2 separate regions of the Mus musculus genome follow, and region 1 is linked to region 2. The links are chromatin contacts, called in public Hi-C maps. All regions are on one chromosome and are shown on one strand. Each heading gives the region's core, a stretch centred on a gene start, on an enhancer-like site or on the middle of the called end of the contact. The rest is flanking DNA. Distances are from core to core; before and after follow the strand shown.

The links. Hi-C and Micro-C count contacts between places; a contact is called where the count stands out from the background.
Region 1: a Hi-C map of bone marrow-derived dendritic cells shows a contact between it and region 2, with 3 times the contacts expected there. The contact joins two enhancer-like sites. A contact is called at or near these places in 3 of 484 Hi-C or Micro-C datasets (bone marrow-derived dendritic cells, nephron progenitors and neurons).

Annotation. Positions count from the first base shown.
Region 1 is chr13:102,138,302-102,141,001 of GRCm38.p6, reverse strand. No RefSeq gene overlaps it. Among named protein-coding and RNA genes, the nearest start is that of Gm41044, 130 kb to the right of the region's middle. Within about 2 kb of position 1,446, at least 6 of the 459 cell types and tissues checked have an H3K27ac peak or open chromatin away from gene starts, as enhancers often do. A contact at or near this core is called in bone marrow-derived dendritic cells, where this site is marked.
Region 2 is chr13:101,913,492-101,916,411 of GRCm38.p6, reverse strand. No RefSeq gene overlaps it. Among named protein-coding and RNA genes, the nearest start is that of Gm41044, 99 kb to the left of the region's middle. Within about 2 kb of position 1,506, at least 50 of the 459 cell types and tissues checked have an H3K27ac peak or open chromatin away from gene starts, as enhancers often do. A contact at or near this core is called in bone marrow-derived dendritic cells, where this site is marked.

The sequences.
Region 1 (2,700 bases), core at 197-2,696, 220 kb before region 2:
TGCATGCTGGAACCCACACAGTTCATCCTACAGGCTTCTTGTGATAAGTCATAACTAAGCTAGATCTAAAGGAAAAACAGTAAGTGGGGAAAGTGCCCTAGAGGGAAAGTTGTAAAAGAGCACAGGATACCCAGTGATAGATAAACAGGGGGTGTGGCTTGAACATAGTCTGAGTCAGGAACAGCAGAAGATGAAGTTAAAAGATGAGTGAATAGGTGTGCCTGTTGCCACATATCTGGTGGGTTTGGCAAAGCAGCCTGAACTCTGTAGTTAATGTGTAGTCTTTGAAATTAGTTAAATGGAGATTGATGGGTGAAGTATATATTTTAGATAACTTCGGAAGTGTGTATTTTCAGGAATAATTTTGAAGACTTAGAGATGAGACATGGGAATACCAGTCCTGGTTTAGAGAGTGAGCAGAGCGGAGAAAGAGTGTATTGACAGATCCTAAAGACAGCAGTTTATGATGGACTCCACCTGGCTATGGGACGGGTCAGGATTAACAAACTGCAACAAGCTCCAGTTTCTGTGATGTGAAAGTGTGAGAACGGAGCCACTGGTTCCATTCAGCACTATAGAAAGTGGGTGTGGTTTTGAGAGAGGTGACTAGAGGCAAAAGAACAGAGAGCAGCCACTGCCAGAATGCATGTGTGCTAGATAGTTTTAAGTCAATACAAGCTGAAGTCATCTGAGAAAAGGGAAGCTCAATTTAGAAAATGCTTCCATAAGATCAGCTTGTAGGCAAGCCTAGAAGGTATTTCGTATTTTCTTAATCAGTGATTGATGAGGGAGGGTCCACCCTATTGTGGGTGGTGCTACCCCTGGGCTGGCGGTCCTGGGCTTTGCAAGAACACAGGCTGGGCAAGCCATTAAGAGCAAGCCAATAAGCAACATCCATCCAGGGCCTCTGCATTAGCTCCTGCCTCCGGGTTCCTGCCCTGTTTGAGTTTCTGTCCTGACTTGCTTCAGTGATGGGCAGTGATATGACAGTATAAACCAAATAAGCTCTGTCCTCTCCAAGGGTTACGGTGTTTCGTCACAGCAATAGAAACCCCAACGAAAACACTATGGTTTGCAGGGGTGGGATTAGTAATCCCAACAACAGGAATTTTAAGATGCAGAAGTAACTAGCTCACCCTGACAGTCTACAAAATAAGAATTTTTTTTTGCCAGCTATACACCTGACAGAAAACATGTCTAGAATATATAACAAATTCAAAAAATCAAACATAAAACATTCCAAACAACCCCGTCAGTAAGCAGGTTAGTGGAATGAACAGACACTTTTCAAAAGACAAAATACTAATGGCTAAAGATATATATGTGAAAAAATATTTGTCATCTTTAGCTACCAGTGAAATGCAAGTTAAAACTGCAGTTGTGTTTCATTTCCTCCCTGAGAGAATGGCTCCCATGAGAGGCTAAATAATAGTGAGGATGTAAGAAAATGGAATCCCTGTTGCTGAGGAAGTGAATTAGTCCAGCCACTGTAGAAACCGGTATGGTTGTTCCCCAGGTACTTAAAAATAGAACTACCATATGACCCAGATACACCACTTGTGGGTATGTAGTTGAAGGATTCTAAGGCAAAATATCACAGAAATACATGTTTATTTCAGCCATTCACAGTAGCCATCGTGTGGAATCAATCTAAGTGTCTAACAAGAGATGAACAGCTAACGAAAAAAATACATGTACGTGTGGGTACACACATACAACATTACAAAGAATGAAGCCATGTCATCTGTGGAAAAATGAATGTATCACTTGAACTGAGATAAGCATTAAATGCAGGAAGACAAGGAGTGTCTGTTTCTCTCTTGCTTCTGAGTCCTAGAACTCTCTACAAAAGCAGAAAGGTAACCAGGAGAAGGGAGGGACCTTGTGAACAGAGGGATCAAGAAAGAGGACTAGAGGAAAGGCATGGGCAAAGGATGAGCACAGTCACCAGCAAAGCAGCTGACAAACTGGGCAAAGACAGTCATCTCTATAAAACCCTACACTATATACGACAGTTTTAAAGGCAGCTCATTCAAGAGCGGGGGTTAAGCTTTCTGGGAAACAGAAGAATGGCTCCTTCTAAATGAAGTTCTAATCTCCAAGTGTTGTGACTATTACCTCTCTTCCTGTATGCTCAGCACACACGAGGCTGAGTTAGGATGATTGCTGGTAGTTCAAGGTTACCCTGGGCTTCAGAGTGAGACCTTTTCTAAGAAACAAAAACACTCTTACCTTCTGGATCAATAGTATCAAAGTAAAAGTACAATGTGAATCAAATATATATAACTCTAATTTTCTTGTAGTCATTGTGGTAGTTTGAATATGTTGGCCCAGGGAGTGGCACTACTAGGAGGTGTGGCCTTGTTGGAGTATGTGTAGCCTTGGAGTGGATGTGCCACTATGGGCATGGGCTTTAATACCCTCATCCTAGCTGCCTGGAAGTCAGTCTTTTCCTAGTAGCCTTCAGATGGAGATGTAGACTCAGCCTTCTGTGTGCTGAGCATACAGGAAGGGGGATACTAGTCACAACACTTGGAGATTAGAACTTTACTTTGAAGAAGTCATTCTTCTTTTTCCCAGAAAGCTTAGTTCCACCCTCAGCTCCTGCACCATGCCTGCCTGGACACTGCCATACTCCTACCTTGATAATAATGGACTGAACTGAACCAATAAGCCAACCTCAATTACATGTTGTCCATA
Region 2 (2,920 bases), core at 257-2,756:
GTGATGAATAAGCTGAAACATGCTCCACAAATTCAGTAAGAGCTCTAACAATCATTAACTCCCATTATGAAACAACGTTGTGAGTGTAAACACACCTTTAACAGACATTTCTCTAGCCAGAAGAGCTGATAAAAGGTTTGACTGGGAAGGTGGCCACAGACATGACCTATGTGCCTTTCTATTCGTTCATCTCTCTTCCTTCCTTTGGGGATCTTTTTTCTTTACCCCTTGCCTGTTTTCTATTTATAGGCATAACATATTTGAGCGCGATGACCAGATGACTAGAAATAGCCTAGGTCATTTGTTCTGTTAGCAAAGTTAGCTCCTCCCTTTCTTCAACTAATCTATGATTGTGTTTCTCGCACTTAATAATGGGTGTGAATTGAAAATGTGATACCAGATAAAGAAAAGAAAAACTAAAGTCTCCTTTTCCAGAGCCTATCACCACGAGAGCATGGGCTCTGACATTTCTGTTCTTTTCTTTTTGTTTCTCACACGCATGAGAGATTCCAGGAAAGCTTTCTTTTCTTTTCTTTCTTTTTTCAGCCTTTTTTTCTTCAAACTAAGTAGCGTTGGTACCCTGAGCCAGAGAGTGCAGTGGCTGGTGAGCGAGTGTTGACTTGTCTAAGCAAAGCACTGCTCAGAGCATTAGGAAAGGGAAATCCAGGGACTGGGAGCAGATTGTGGCAATTCCCACACACTTTGTCTCACTCTCTTCTAGCTGGGTATGCGTGGCTAAAGTCACGTTGCAGCCTCGCCTTGCAAGGAGGGAAACAATAAGCTAACAGGCTTCCAGCATAGACTTCTCACATTGGCCTCCAGAAGTTAAAATGAGTACAAGGCAGACTTCCAATCCCTAAAGAGGTTGTTGTGTATGTAAACACACACACATACTCCACACACACACTGTACATACCACACATATACATATATATGCACACACAGAGACATACAGACACACACTCCACATACCACACACAACACACTATACACACACCACACACACACACACACACACACACACACACACTACACCATACACACACATACACACATACCATACATACTTTATACATTACACACCACATACACACATGCACACATCACATACACACCACACACATACCAACCACATACACCAGCCCTAAAATAAAACATCTACTGAATACAACTTCCAACTGGGGCACAGATCTGAACAAAAAACACATTTCCTCACAACTTTGTTGCCTGGGAGTGTCTTTCTGGACCCCCTCTGTACACCACTTCTATACACACCTTCAAGATACCAAGCACTCCTGAACACTGCCTTTCTTGACCCTGGATACCAAAGAGACGTTCTGCCTTTGTAAAAGGCCACCCCTGAATAGTCTTGCTAATGTATACCTTATCTGTGGAGACAGAGATAAGAAGGCCCAATCAATAGCAGCCTGTGTATAGAACAAAGCTTTGGCTTAAATACTAAGGCTAAGAGCAACTTGGACGAAATAGGGAACTGGGCTTAGGCCAAAGTCTGGAGCTGCTGCTGGTGCAAAGAGGGCGGTTTTTTGTGTGGTAGATTTACAGCATGCAGCATAGACCATCAGCCCTCCTGACTGCCCTTAAGAGAGTTAGACATCCCGATTTGCATTCCCCACATGGCTCTTAGAAGCATCCTGAAGCTTGGCCACAAGCCAACAAGACTTGGAACGCCAAGATTCAAGATACCATTTTTTTTTTCTGGTTCACAGTATTTCTAAATATGAACTCTCCTTCTAAGCAAGGAGAATTTAATTTTTTTTCTAAGCAACAAAATTTTTATAGAGATCAAGGTAAGGAAAGCTACTGTTTTTGTCTGGTTCTCTTCAGCTGGGGTCTGGGTCCTCTTCCCATCACACTGGCCACGTAGGGCATAATAGGGCTTATATACTGGGTTTAGTATACAGATAGGTTCTCAGATCTGCATGGTTTATTGTCCTAATTTCTTTTTCTGTTGCTGTGTAAAATAAAGACAACTTAAGAGAGAATGGACTTGTTCTGGTCCAGAGTTCAGGTTAAGGTCCACTCTGGCAGAAAAGTCACAGTGGCAGGAACTGAAAGGAGCTGGTTACGTCATATTCGGAGACAGAATGAACGGGCAACAGACACCAGCATGTTGGTGCTCTCCTTCATTTCTCTGTTTTAAACATGTCAAGGCTTGGTCCTGCCCACCATCATGAATCAGGACAGTCCTTCACAGACATGCCTTAAGACCTATCTCCTGGGTGACTCTAGAGTCTGTCAAGGTGACAAATAACACTAATCGTCACATCTAGAGCAGTCGTTCTCACCATTCCTAACCCTGTGGCCCTTTCATGTTGTGGGACACCTCCCCCCCCCCTGCCCCCAGCCATAAAATTACTTTCATTGCTACTTCATAACTGTAATTTTGCTACTGATATGAGTCATAGTGTAAGTATCTGTGTTTTCTGATGGTCTTAGGCAACCCCCTGTAAAAGGGTTGTTCAACCTCCGCAAAGAAGGTCACAACTCACAGGTTGAGAATTGCTAGCCTGGAGGTACAACTGAGTCACAGAAGGTGCTCACTCTCTTTCCTGTTCATCTTGTGGGCCCTGGAATTTAGGGGGAGCTAGACTCACAGAAGGAGGTTTTTGCTTGCTGCTTTGCTTTGCTTTGCTTTGGAAAACAAGATTTTAGATTGTGGGGGTTATTTGTTTGTGGTTGTTTGTTTTTGCCAATTGGAAACAAACAAAAACTACCATGGGAGTGACACCAGTGAGCTCCCAGTCATCAGACTTTGTATTTTCAAAAGGGTGTTTGTCCTGTTGACCCAGTCTCTTCAATTGGTCATATGGTCGATACTGACAGCTTTCTTTTTAAATGTCCCCAAGGGTGGCACAAGGGTGTCTTGGATTTTGACCACAACTAAATCTGAAAGCTGCTT